Linked DNA regions of Mus musculus: all the other regions are linked to region 1. The links are chromatin contacts, called in public Hi-C maps. All regions are on one chromosome and are shown on one strand. Each heading gives the region's core, a stretch centred on a gene start, on an enhancer-like site or on the middle of the called end of the contact. The rest is flanking DNA. Distances are from core to core; before and after follow the strand shown. Region 1 overlaps 9330179D12Rik (RIKEN cDNA 9330179D12 gene). Region 2 has its middle 15 kb from the start of Gm38404. Region 3 has its middle 39 kb from the start of Gm52919.

What was found. Hi-C and Micro-C count contacts between places; a contact is called where the count stands out from the background.
Region 2: a contact with region 1 is called in a Hi-C map of bone marrow-derived macrophages, with 45 read pairs. The contact joins two enhancer-like sites. A contact is called at or near these places in 6 of 39 promoter capture datasets (the 3T3-L1 cell line, 3T3-L1-derived adipocytes, embryonic stem cells and 2 more), 4 of 484 Hi-C or Micro-C datasets (bone marrow-derived macrophages, colorectal tumor organoids, nephron progenitors and 1 more), 16 of 115 datasets of contacts at active chromatin or transcription factors (the 230-238 cell line, CD8 T cells, DN3 thymocytes and 12 more) and 1 of 9 other capture datasets (macrophages).
Region 3: a contact with region 1 is called in a Hi-C map of bone marrow-derived macrophages, with 33 read pairs. The contact joins two enhancer-like sites. A contact is called at or near these places in 9 of 39 promoter capture datasets (the HPC-7 cell line, HPC-7-derived erythroid cells, Sertoli cells and 6 more), 18 of 484 Hi-C or Micro-C datasets (CD8 T cells, Th1 cells, Th2 cells and 12 more), 35 of 115 datasets of contacts at active chromatin or transcription factors (the 230-238 cell line, CD8 T cells, DN3 thymocytes and 26 more) and 3 of 9 other capture datasets (adipose tissue, liver and macrophages).

Annotation. Positions count from the first base shown.
Region 1 is chr6:127,161,729-127,166,107 of GRCm38.p6, forward strand. All of the region lies in intron 1 of 9330179D12Rik (RIKEN cDNA 9330179D12 gene), which reads left to right. Among named protein-coding and RNA genes, the nearest start is that of Ccnd2, 13 kb to the left of the region's middle. Within about 2 kb of position 1,338, at least 75 of the 459 cell types and tissues checked have an H3K27ac peak or open chromatin away from gene starts, as enhancers often do. A contact at or near this core is called in CD8 T cells, the HPC-7 cell line, Th2 cells and 3 more, where this site is marked.
Region 2 is chr6:127,290,749-127,295,336 of GRCm38.p6, forward strand. No RefSeq gene overlaps it. Among named protein-coding and RNA genes, the nearest start is that of Gm38404, 15 kb to the right of the region's middle. Within about 2 kb of position 3,278, at least 11 of the 459 cell types and tissues checked have an H3K27ac peak or open chromatin away from gene starts, as enhancers often do. A contact at or near this core is called in bone marrow-derived macrophages, where this site is marked.
Region 3 is chr6:127,357,601-127,361,857 of GRCm38.p6, forward strand. No RefSeq gene overlaps it. Among named protein-coding and RNA genes, the nearest start is that of Gm52919, 39 kb to the left of the region's middle. Within about 2 kb of position 1,896, at least 72 of the 459 cell types and tissues checked have an H3K27ac peak or open chromatin away from gene starts, as enhancers often do. A contact at or near this core is called in CD8 T cells, the HPC-7 cell line, Th2 cells and 3 more, where this site is marked.

The DNA.
Region 1 (4,379 bases), core at 88-2,587:
TTTAAAACCAACCGTCCGTCCATCCATCCATCCATCCATCCATCCATCCATCCATCCATCCATCCATCCATCCATCCATCTATCTATCTATCTATCTATCTATCTATCTATCTATCTATCTATCTATCTAATCTGTCTGTCTATCTTTCTATCTATCTATCTATCTATCTATCTATCTATCTATCTATCTATCTATCTATCTATCTATCTATCTATCTAATCTGTCTATCTATCTGTCTATCTTTCTGTCTATCTATCTATCTATCTATCTATCTATCTATCTATCTATCTATCTATCTATCTATCTATCTATCTAATCTATCATGTGTCTGCATGCATGTACACATGTGAACATGTATGTCTGCATGTGCTTGCCACAGCACCTGAGTAGAGATCCAAGGGCAACTTGTGGGAATCAGCAGCTCTCTCTCCTGCCACGTGAGTCCTGGGCATTGGACACAGGTCATCGGACTTGGCAGCAGCCACCTTCACCCATGCACGCCTCACAGTGCTGCCTTTTGCCATGAAAAATGGCAGAACAAGGCATAACCATAGTTAAGACTTTCAGTTTACCAGGTACTTGTGAGTGTGGGTCCTTCATCTTGTCTCCTCTTTGGACATCAGCCCCTTGGCCTTAGGCTGCCTGCTAAGGATTCTGTCTCTTCCTAATGTGTAGCTAGTGAAAAGGTGGAACTTTTCATTGCTGTCCACATGTTCCATCGCAGCCCAGTCCCCAGAGTCTTGAGTGCATCCCTATTCGGACAGATACCAAGGATGCCCTCATTTTCAGTAGACGGGGTGTGAAAACCCACCCACACCATTCTGGAAGTACAGAAAATCTTAGACATCCACTTCAGTGTTGTCCAAAGCAAGGGGAGTGGTTCGTGGAGGAGTGCTATGTATCCTAATGACTTGATATTTATTGTAATGATTTTTAATCACATATTTGATGATACCATCCTGTTTGACAAATGTTTCTATGGTGTTGAAGCTTTTAAAGAGAGATCTGTTTTACAGAACATAAGGCAAAAATGCACTGTTTTAGAATAGCATAGGCTATGTGTAAACAACTCAAACCGAGGAAGCACTAAGTCCTTAGAAGCCAGCACCAGCAGCATCTGCCCCTTACTCGCACCTGCCGTTCCTCCTCGCCAGTGGCAGAGAGGGTGGAGCAGCCCACCCACTCCTGCAAACTCTGAAGCCCAGGCTTCTGGGGGGGGGGCTGTCTTTATTTAAACAGTGTTGCCATCATTTCCTATCGCTCTTCCTGCTTCTGTTCTGGTCTCCTGGTGACTCACCCTCTCTGGCTGACCTTGGCCACTTCTCACGGCTCACTTCTGCTTTCCTGGTGTTTCCCCCATGGCCCGTGACTTTCACCTCTCTGTGTGCATCTGCCTCTGTCCTGAGTCCTCTCCAACTTTTTTTTTTTTAAGCCACTGACTTTTATCAGGCAGTTCTCCTGAAGTGCTCCATTCTAGAAGCTTTGGTCTCATTCAGTCTCTGCTCTGGGCAAGCAGCCCTGCGCTCTTATAGTCACTGGTCACTCTTTAGCATTTCATCTGCCTGGGTGACATCCTGGGTGTCAGGACTGCTGTGAAGGGGACATTTTTTATTATTATTACTGTGTTGTTGTTATTGTTGTTAAAAAGCCAAGCCAGGGGAAGAGCTGTTGTAGGGTTTTTGTTTGTTTGTTTTGCTGTTGTTTTGGGTTTGTTTGTTTGTTTTAACATTTATTGTGTGCATGTGTTGGGGTGGGGGAGGTGCATATCAAAGTATTTGTGTGACCATCAGAGGAAACTTACAGAGTTGGTTCTCACCTTCCAACACATGGGTCCTGGGGATCGAACACAGGTCATCAGAATTGGCAGCAGGCACTTTTACCTTTTACTCTCTCAGCCGTCTTGCTGGCCCCATGTAGTTTGAGCCCTGATTGTCCTCCTGCAGTTAGGTTAAAGGCTTGGTGCAAATGGGATAAGGTAAGACGTATGCAAAGGATGTTAGGTCCTGAAAGAGACTCCTTGAAGAATATATTGGGGTCCCAGTGACTCAGCCCCTCCTCCTTCTTGGCCACCTTGACTACCAAGGTGTGTGCTGCCTCACCACAGACCCCAAAGCAGTGGGAACAAAAGATCACCGGCAGAGTGCTCAGAAATGGGGAGCCAAGGTAAACCTTCCTCCTTGAAACTAAACAGCTTGCATGTTGGTTCCGGTGCCAGAAAGCTGACCTGTGTGTGTGCTGTCCATGCAGAGTCTACGTACACATGAGTTTAGCTCTCATGCATGTGCACGGCAAATGTGCCTGCTACCCAGGAAGGTTAGAAGAGAGGGCTTAAGAGCCCTAGGAACCTGGCTTACAGATGGTCTTAAACCGCCATGTAGGTGCTGAGAACTGAACTTGCGTCCTCTGCAAGAGTACTCAGTGTATTTAACCACTGAGTATTTCCTGATGTATTTCTAAGGACATGGAAAGCAACGTGCATGGCTATGTATATGCTGGGGGGAAATCTTGCAAAGGTACTCACCTTTTCAGCTGAGGACAGAAAGTGAAGTAAAGCCAAGACCTTAAAGAGTATACAGATTGCTGAAGGCATGCTGTAACAGACACAAAGTCCCTCCATAAAGGCTGGGAGACATATGGTCTCAGACAATTTAAAGAACTGCCTGTCTGAGCATCACCCGAACACGAAAACCCCACAGACCCTTCGGAGGAAGTTGTAGATGACCAAAAACATAGACTTCACACAATCTGTAGAGGAAAGTCACTTAAGGAAAAACACAGCCTCAACAGAGCTCCAGCAAGGGTGAGGGCAAGTGAGAGGTCCTACTTCAGTGTAGAAGGTGGGGGGAGATGGAGGAAAACACCTGACACCAATCTCTGGTCTCTACGCACACACACACACATATACATGCACACGGCTGTGCGTGCACGTGCATAATTTCACATTACACACAAACACATGCACAAAGAGAAAGTCAAGGAGGAATTAAGGTATTTTCGGATAAACAAAAACTGACAGACTTTATTGCTAGGGGATCACATAGAAAGTACCGACTGGAAGCTAGAAGTGTGGATCAGTGCGAGTACACACAGTTGGCACACAAAGAGGTGCTGTGTTAGATGTCTAGCACAGGAAGGGAGAGAGTCGGGGAAATATTGAGAGCTCTTGCAGCCTCAGTGAAAGGACACTAGGCAGTAACTCAAATCCACACAAATCCAGGCACCCAAATAGAATTAGGCAGGAAAATAAAAATAAAATATACATGTTGATTTTTTTCTTTTATATAAACATTTTCTTCTGATTTAATTAGTACTTATAAAATGCCATTGATGACATCATGTATAAAGATGTAATTTGTATAATGACAACAGCACAGAGAAGAGGGAGTGGTGTACGGGTGTTAAGTTTTTGAATGCTGATGTTAAATTGTAATTACTCACGCTTTGTTGTTTTAGGATCTTAATTGTAAAGCCAACAATATTCAGTAAAAGAAAACTAACAAAACAATATATCTGCAAAATTAAACAATAAAATACTTCAAATGCCATATAGTACCTGTTAAACATAAAATGGAACTCTGATGGGAGAAAAGAAAAAAAAAAAAAAAACCTCTCATTCTTTCTAAGAACGATAGGACAGAGGACAAACACGAACACTGCCTTAGTAATCATTACATTAACTGTAAATGGGCTAAATAAATGCTCTAATTAAAGAAAACAGACAAGTAAAGAAACATGCTCCAGATATGATGTGCTGCCTGTCAGGGACATATTTTAGATGCCAAGAAAAGTATGTTTAAAGTAAGAAGTTGGAGCCTGGCACTGTAGCTCAGTAGTGCTAGAATGTATTCATGAGGCCATGGGCTCAATTCCCAGTGTCACAGAAAAAAAGGTTAAAAGATGGAAAAACATGCACACACACATAGAGGAGACCTGGAGTGGGTGTGCTCACTCCAGACAAAACAGACTTTCCTGCAGGAAAGAGCACTGTGCACTGAGGAAAAGGGAAACCATCCTGGAAGACCTAGCAACTGTAGCATGCATGCACAGAAACCCAGAGCTGCCAATTAGACAGGAAACATTGTTTTGTCTGTGGCAAAAGCTTCCCCCCCACCCCAGCTCTCTTCTAGTCTCCGGAACTTGCACAATGTAAATCTAACCACTCTCTGACAAGGCAGGGTTTCGGGTGCTTGGAGCCAACTCATATCCCTTCTCACTCTCCAACCCATGCCACACCAGCCCCATGCACATTTTCCTAAGATACGATTCCATTTTTCTGTGAAGAGAGCTACTGTGACATTAATGAGAAGAGGCGATACCCCTTGCAGAATCTCCAATTTGGACAGAAGCTAAAACGATCTTATGCAAACCTGTTTTTGTT
Region 2 (4,588 bases), core at 2,028-4,527, 130 kb after region 1:
TGCTAAGTCTAGGTCACCACCTGCTGGTACTATTTTGGAAGATTCTGGAAACTATGGGAGACACTACCTGGGGGAAGTAAATCCTGGAGAAGGGGACAGGCCCTTGGAAGTGTCTTTGCTCTGATCATTTCTGTCTCTTTCTATTCTTTGTCTACTGAGTGGTGAAGACCTTCCTCTGTCACATGTCCCCACCAACATGATGTTTCTCCCGTATACAAAGAGCTGAGCATCCAGGAACCTCTAAGACTGAGTTAAATCAAGTAAATTGTCCCAGGACTGGAGAGATGGTCCAACAGCTAAGAACACTTGTTGCTCTTGCAGAGGATCCAGGTTTGGTTCCCAGAAACCCACACGGCAGCCCACAACCACCTGTAACTCTAGTTCCAGGGCATCTACTACTTCTGGCCTCCAAGGGCACCAGGCATGCCGGTGATGCTCATGGATACGGCTGACAAAACACTCATACACAGAAAAAGTAAGAATACTAACTTTTCCCCTCCGGTTACTTCTGTCAGGTGTGTGGTCACAGAAGACAGTGATAGGGAATGATAAAACACACACTCTGGTTTCTGGGTTGGGCTCTGAAACCTGCCTCAAGACTTGTCTTTCCTGATGTCACCCATAGCAACATTTAGGGCTTTGTGCATTTAGAATGCCGGTGAGACCTGGGCTGCCAGGACGATCATCCCTGGAGAAGGGAGATCATGGAAGGGAACCTTGTGTCTTCCCACACGTGGGTGGGGGGAGGGGAGAGCGAGGGCAGGGAGAGCAAGCACAAATGCCCAGCACGGCTTTGCAAAGTTTGTTTTCTACCCTAGCCCTTTATCTTGTGTCCAATACATCCCCTGGGAAAAGAAAACATTTCTCAGGGCAATCCTGGGGAAACGTTATTCCTCCTTCCTGTGATTTATACGGAGGCTGTTGGGGGATGCCTGCATGCTACCCAGGAGTATGAGGGGCTCAATTGCAGAAGAATTGGGGGCCCCAGGCTGTGTGGGATCCTGTCTTATTTCTGCCCTGAATCTGCTTTCCAACTCCCAGGGCCCCAGATAGGAGTATTTTGATGACACATTACAATTTAAAGGGCCTTGTTATGAATTGAGAGTGGTAGGTTCAAGTCCTAGCCTTACTACTAAATCACTGTGATGTCTCAGGTTTCCATGGCTACAGGATGGATGTGTTCTGCCTAATTCACATTATCACAAGGATCCAGTGAGCAAGGAGAGAAAATGTGTGGATCTAGATCGTTATCACAGGTGATGTAAGGGAAAGACTCGGTGTTGGAGTCTGCTGCCGAACTGCCGCATATCACAGTGGGAGTGGCCTGTCACTCTGCAACACCTTTGAAGTGGGCTGATCCCATTCGCCCCAATTCACGCCCATTTGAATCAATGAACTCCAGATGAAGGGGTCAGAGGTTTTGTGTGCAAAACGTGATGGGTTCAAGCTGTTGCAAATTCTTCCTAGGGTTGGGCCAGCTCAGAGGACACATAGGAACTTGTGAGGAAGGATCCATGGTGTGTGGCCATCTCAGTGGCCTGGGACTGTCAGAATACTCTCACTTTGAAGGCACTCTTCTTGCCACTGCCCCGACAGTGCACATCCTCACTTTCAGTATGAGAACTGGGCTATGGTAGTGACCGTGCATGTCCTAGTGTGTGGAAATGAAGACCATCAGAAGCAGAAAAGCGTACTGGGGGCAGAGTCTCAAAGGAGTCACCAAATATTCATCTTTCCTTCCATCCTCACAGCAGAGCCCTGTTAAAGATGGGGTGCTGAAGTAGTCACACAAAACAAATGTCTCTAGCTGCAAATATGGCAGGCCATGTGGCCCCTTGGACCATAGAGACATAAGTGGAAGCTCCCAGTGGATCCTAAGGAGAATTCCCTCAAGGAGGCACTTGCTGAGCTGCCCTTGGCCTTTTGCCCCTCACTTTGCTAATGTCTGGAGTGTAAGGTGGTGCAGCTAAAACAGCCTCACGGGTATCCAGAAGAGAGAGGTGCTGTAGTAAGCAAGGTAATGCAAGCTGACAAGGAGGCTGGTGTATCAACGATGTTACAGAACTGACAACCTGGCTTTAAACTGCCTACCTCTAACTCTCTTGAAAGGAAGATTAATCTGCTTATCTAAGCTGCTTTCTTTTTTTTCATAATCTCCGTTAAAGAGACTGATAACACTAACTGGATCCTAAAACATCACGTTTACTGATAGGAATGCTGAGGTCTAAGGGACAGTACTGAGTGAACAAAGCCATGAAGAAACATGGCCCTTAGGTCTCCCACATGCTGGGCGTGTGCTTTACCACTGAGCTGTGTGCCCAGCTTCACCTTTCATCTACCTGAAAAATCCATTCACTATTGGCTTACTTGTTTGTTTGTTTGTTTGTTTTATATGAGGATGTTTGTTTGGGGGTGTTTGTTGTGTGGGTTCATTGTCGAGGTAAAAAACACAGCTTGTGAGAGTTGATCCTTTCTATTTACCGTAGTAGGTCTGGTAGTTGAACTCAGGCTGTCAGACTTCTCTGCAAGAGCCTTTACCCACTGAGCCATCTTTCTGGCTCCTCCGTTTCCTACTTTTCATTTTCAGACAGAGTCTCTTACTGAGTTGCCCATGTAAGCCTTGAACTTTTGCTCCTCCTGCCTCAGTCTCTTCAATAGCAGCTACTGCAGACCCATGTTACCAGACATAGCTTTGTTTTGGTTTTTGAGTCAGTCGCATGTTCCTCAACGGAATTATTTCTGAGTAGGAAAGGTGACAAAGGCTTCTAGTTGTCATTTTCCAGTTTGAAACAACACTGAAAGATTCATTGTCAAGATGAGTAAGAATGAGAGTCCAGGCACTCTGAAGGTCCTCCAGTCTTTACCTGAAAAAGAAAGAGAGCAGGGACCAGCAAAGAGAGGCAAGCAAGATGCCACCCCCAACACGGATTGTGTCCCTGCAGAATGCCTCTGACAGACACATTCCCTTTCCCTTAACGAAAGCCAAGCCCATATCACACTAGCAGAGCACACGACCTTTATGTCTCAAGTTCTGTGGGTTGGGCACTGTATTATGTACCGTCACAAGACACCTGAATAGCCTACACATCCCTACACTTCTACATAGCCAGAGGAAATTAAACCTTGCTTTGGAAACACTTGGAAGACTGTCAAAGCTTTCTTCCCTCAAACAAGTATCTGTACCTGACTAGCACCTGGTATTGAGCCCTCACAGCCTCATACAGATGGGGATCCTGGACTGAGTAACATGCCGTTTACGTGACATGACTCATAGTGATGTTAATCTCTGAGTAAATCCACTCCACAGATTGACAGAAGGGAGTGCAGTGGTGATCTCATGGGACAAGGCCTGTCTCTGCAGATAGAAGGAACTGAAGAGCTCATGTGAGCATGAGTCTGTAGACAGCCTTCCAGTTCTCTTCCAAATGCTTGACAATTAAGCAAGGGTAGTCTTTTAGCTACTTAACATGTCTAAGAATACATATGGACATGCTGATGTTTCGCTCTGCCTCTCTTCCATTCCCATCTGTGAATCCAGACGATCCGGATGCCCTCCACTGTTCAGAGCAGCTCTTCACCTCTGTCTTATGTTGATCCCTCACTGATGTGACTTAACTATGTCCCTCAACTAGAAACTGTACTGTTCAAATATAAGGAATTCTAGGAAACAGCAATGCAGGTGGTGCTAAGCCATCCATCTCCTTCCTTAGAGCGAAGCCTGACTTCAGCTTCTAGAAAGATGGAGTAGGTGTTTCTTTATCTGACTGAAGAACAATGCAACCCCTGAGCAATGTATGGAAGACAGATATCTGAAGATTCCAAAGGGGAAAACTGATGAGTTTCAGAGGCAACAATGATGATGATTGTGGTGGTGACGATGATGATGGGGACAATGATAATGGTAATGATAATGATGATGCAACTATGAAAACGACGGTGATGACAATAGTTATGATGGTGGTGAGGTGACAAAGATGATAATGATGGTTTTAGAGACCATGGTGGTGATGATGATGACGGTGACAACGATGATGATGATAATGATGAGATTACAATGATGATAATGATGACTACGATGATGATGACCATAGTTATGATGATGGTGGTGTTAAGAAACAATGATGATGATGGTGACAATGATAATGGTGAAGACAATTATAATGATAACTATTTAGACTCATGTGCTCCAAGCTTAGCAATATGACTAGGCTACCGAAATGATAAAAAAAGAATATTATTGACAATGCTCTACATGTTAGTTTAAAAATTGAGACAAAATGGATACTTGCTTGAAAAACAAACTCATCAAATGTTAAATATGAAATATTTATATTCATAGATATCATGTTAAGATAATCGAATTAGTAATATTAAAATTCTTAGGAAAGACAATTTCCAAAATCAGGTGGTCTTGCTTGAGCATTATATGAAGCAATAGAGAATAACATTAACTCTGTACAATCTCATCTAAAAGATGAGAGAAGTAGACATCATTCTAATACATTTAATGAAATTACTACTACAATGAAAGCAAACCTACTGTGGCAGTTTGAATAACAATGGCCCCTGTAGGCTCATATCATAGACT
Region 3 (4,257 bases), core at 646-3,145, 200 kb after region 1:
CTTAGACGATCTTTATGTACAGCGTTTGATTCTTTATGTACAGCATCTGATACCAGACACCATTCTTTTCAGTCATCTCTTACCTAGGAGGAGTGGCTCCACCATCAAGTTGGCCTTAAAAGATTTCTAAAATGTCTTTGGGGGCAGGGATTTGCATCAGCCACACGCATGAGCATGCGGGCTGCGTGCCCTTTCAGCCTCTCCAGGCTACTCATAACCCCCAGGCCCTCAAAGGCATGTGGATTCCCAGTAATTATGCAGGAAAGCATAGCTTAGAACCAGGAAGATGAGAGATGTCATCGTGGGGCAGCAATGCTTGCTTTGTGGTCTCTTTATGCTCAGGGTGTATCTACAGGGCTGTGGGTATTTGCTATAACTGAGGAAAATGAATTCCAAACACCAAACAGCCCCAACCTGCACCTCTCCAAAGTCTACCCTTTCATCTCTGCAGCAAGCCAAGCGCACAAGTAGTGAGCACTTTGGGGGACCTCCCACCAGGAAGCCTATCTTAAACTCTCCAAAGAACTCCATGTCCTTGCTGTGTGCGACATGCATGGGCCCTTGTTTGGGTGTTTTGATATATTTTTTTCTGTTCTAACCCCTCTTTATGTCTGCAAGATACTTCATGATATACTCTGCCCCAGGTGGCCCAAACTGACTTTAGTAACGCTGACTTTCAGGAATGTGTGTTGCCTTGGGGGTTGAGGGAGAGTCACTTATGATCAGCTAGTGCCCCAGGCCACATCAATTTGTTGTTGTGCCTACTAGTGAGCCTTCTCTGCAGGCATTCCCCTCTATATTCCAAGGGCTTGACATATCAGCATTGAAAGTGGCCAGTCAGTGAATCTTACTTATCAGATAAAATGTGTGAGGGTCAGAAAACCTCAGAGACAAAGGGCTTCCCCAAGGTTGATAGGAAACTATTATTCTGGGAGCAAAGAGTTTTATCTCTTAGAATTTTTGAAGAGAGGAATACAGGAAAACTCAACCATCAAGACTCAGAATACAGGGCTGGCGAGATGGCTCAGCAGGTAAGAGCACTGACTGCTCTTCCAAAGGTCCTGAGTTCAAATCCCAGCAACCACATGGTGGCTCACAACCACCCGTAATGAGATCTGACGCCCTCTTCTGGAACGTCTGAAGATAGCTACAGTGTACTTACATATAATAAAGAAATAAATCTTTTAAAAAAAGACTCAGAATACAGGCCCTGGGGTATCAGGGGCTCCAGGGAGATGAAAAACAAAACAAAACAAAACAAAACCAAAACACAGACCATGACAATAATGGATGCAGGCCCCCTCTTGGTCAGTCAATGGATTTCCCTCACAGGTTCACTCTCAGTCAGTCAGTGGGTTACCCTCACTGTGGTGGTATTGACAGCCGCTCCTTTGAACCCTGAGCAGTGTCTCTCAGGCCGGTGTGTGTCCCGCCTGCTCTCTGCCCAGAGGAGCCCAGGTTTCCTGAGCCTGGCCTCTTCTCACAATTAGATATGGTTCTGTTGGGGAGATAAAGAGAGGTCATAGGCCCTGAGAGGGGAGAGGGAAGGCGCCCGGCTCTCCTTTTCCCAGGAAACAATCCCATGGTCTTTGAAAGTTATTAAGAAGGAATTACCATGTAGAATTCAAGTTCATTCCAGCACACAGTGGGTTTAGCCAAATGAGGGGGGTGGGCACTTTGTGACCAAGGACTGTGACCTCAACTGTCCATCACTGAAGTGTAGAAACTGACCAGAGATAGGTCATTCTATCTTGAAGGGAACTACAGGAAAAAGGTAGCTTAGACAGATGAACTAAGGAAGTATGCATATGATTTTTTAAAAAAACCCAAAGATTAATTTATGGCCATTGGACAGTAAATGACAGGACGTCACTGCCCTCTGCTGGTAGCAGCGTCCTCACCATGTTGGCCCCTGAGTTTTCCTTTGCTTGGAAACTGGTTTGAAGACTCAGGCAAACAGCTTTTGGAACAGCTTCATGATAAAGGGCCACTCCTTGGTTTCAGGTGAGCCGTGTGCTCACTCATTCCCCAGGCTGCAGGCGAAGTGGGCAGCCAGCCACACATACTCCACTGAAGGAAGCCTTTCTGCTCCATGTCTCAGTAGTGAGGGCCACAGACTTCCTCCTAGCCAGTGTTAACGCCTGAGTCATAGCCCCATACTCGCAGAGTGCAGCTTAAGACTCTCCTGCCTGCCCGTAACTCAGGACTCTCAGAACATAGCAAACAGGATCCCTCCTTTCTGTTCAGTACGAGCTGGGCTGCTTTTCACGGAATCCGCCAGTTCGGTTGCAACCACACAAATCAGAATTGCGAGATGCCCAGTTCCAGATGGGAAACCCATCTGACAGCTCCCACCGATCCTTAAGTTATGGAGGCTGTCTACCTCTTGGCCCAAGAGTCCATCCTGGCTGCTGGTTCTGGGGAACACGATCAGGGGTCTTCCCTTCAACCCCCTACCCCAACATTCTCTGCAGGCTTTGTTTATCTTTGAGCTGTTCTAGGCATCTAAACGTACATGGATCTATCCAGAACTTCTGACACTGGAGGCATCTATCTATCTATCTATCTATCTATCTATCTATCTATCTATCTATCTATCTATCTATCTATCTATTGCCATTCCTTAATCTAATTAGACAAAGTACACATCTCCAACAACGATTTTGGATTAGGTAACGCAATTCACACGGGTCAACAACTAAAACAATAAAATGGCTTCAAGTAAACGTCCATCAATCTTGTTGCATTATCTACAGCCTTTCTTATGCCTCTTCTTTCCCCTGCAGGAGCCAATCATGGTTAGAACTTTCCGCTCTTTATCTCGGCATTTCTACAAACATGAACATGCAAATGTACATCAGTGTTGATTTTTTCCCCTTTAGGCTAAAAGGAAGCATGCTCTGTATTCTGTTCTAAAACCTCCCCTGCCCCAGGAAAATACATGCAGGATAACTTTCCCACATCAATACACTTCAAAACTACTCATTTCCATGATGTAACGACATCACAGTTTACTTCACTAGTGTCTTATGGATGGGCCAGGTTTATTTCTATTAGTTAAATATTTTTGTTGCCTTCTTCTTCCTCCTCTTCCTCCTCTTCCTCTTCTTCTTCTTCCTCCCCCTCCTCCTTCCCAGCCTTCATCACTATTTATACTGTTTCAAATCATGTCACAGGTGGGTCATTGTGCTTATTATCCAGCGGCTGGGAGGTAGGCGTTATCAACAGTCTAAGGTCATCCTCTGACACATGGGTGGATCTAAGCCAGCCTGGGTTATGTGAGTCTCCATCTCCAACAACAACAACAACAACAACAACAGCAGCAGCAGCAGCAGCAGCAGCAGCAGCAGCAGCAGCAGCAGCAGCAGCAGCAGGAGCAACAGGAGCAGCAGGAGCAGCAGGAGCAGCAGGAGCAGCAGGAGCAGCAGGAGCAGCAGCAGGAGCAGCAGCAGCAGCAGCCATCACCGCTGCTGCTGCAGCCGCCTGGGAGGCTTCTCAGCCCCGAGGATCAAGGCAGAGGTGTCAGTGGTTTGAAACCACTGTCACGGGAGTCAGATCTGCTTGTAAGAAATGCTGGCTGTCACCTTTTCCTGTGTGTTTTCTGGTGAGGGCAATGTTCATTCTCTCTCCTAGACAAGATCTAGGAGGTGATAGAAAAGGTGAGAGCTTCCCCCTGTGGGGACCATGTCCATTAACACAAAAGACAGGGTTGGACTGGAGAGATGCTTCAGTGGGTTGAAGTGCTCGATATGCAAGCATGAGGAACTGAATTTGGATCTGTCAGAAGCATGAAAACGCCAGGCATGGTGGAGTGCCCCTGCAACCACACTGCTACAGATATGTAACTTTAATTTTTCAAACCTTATTTTTAATGATGGTTCTTAAATGCTTTAACTACCTTTTAGCCCATCACCCCCAGAGGTGGTGGAAAAGAAAGGATCTGGGAGAAGTGGACCTGTTTTGAAAGGTTCTTTGGAGCAACTCCCATCTGTGCTGTCTGGAAATCAGCAGTTCAGTTCACAGGTCAGCAGGCAGCCATAGCTCGACCTACTTGCAAACACTTCACGGATACACCAGCAGTCCAGTTTGATCGAATCTAGTCAGCAACAGATTAGGTTGTGTCACCTAACAGAGACAGCCTCTGCTCCAGTCAGCAGGAGGGACCTGGAGGGACACCAGGAGAAGTTGTTGGCTGTGCCTCTCTCAGGGAAGCAAAGATCAGCGAAGACTCGAGACCCACAAGTGTTGCACAGCTAG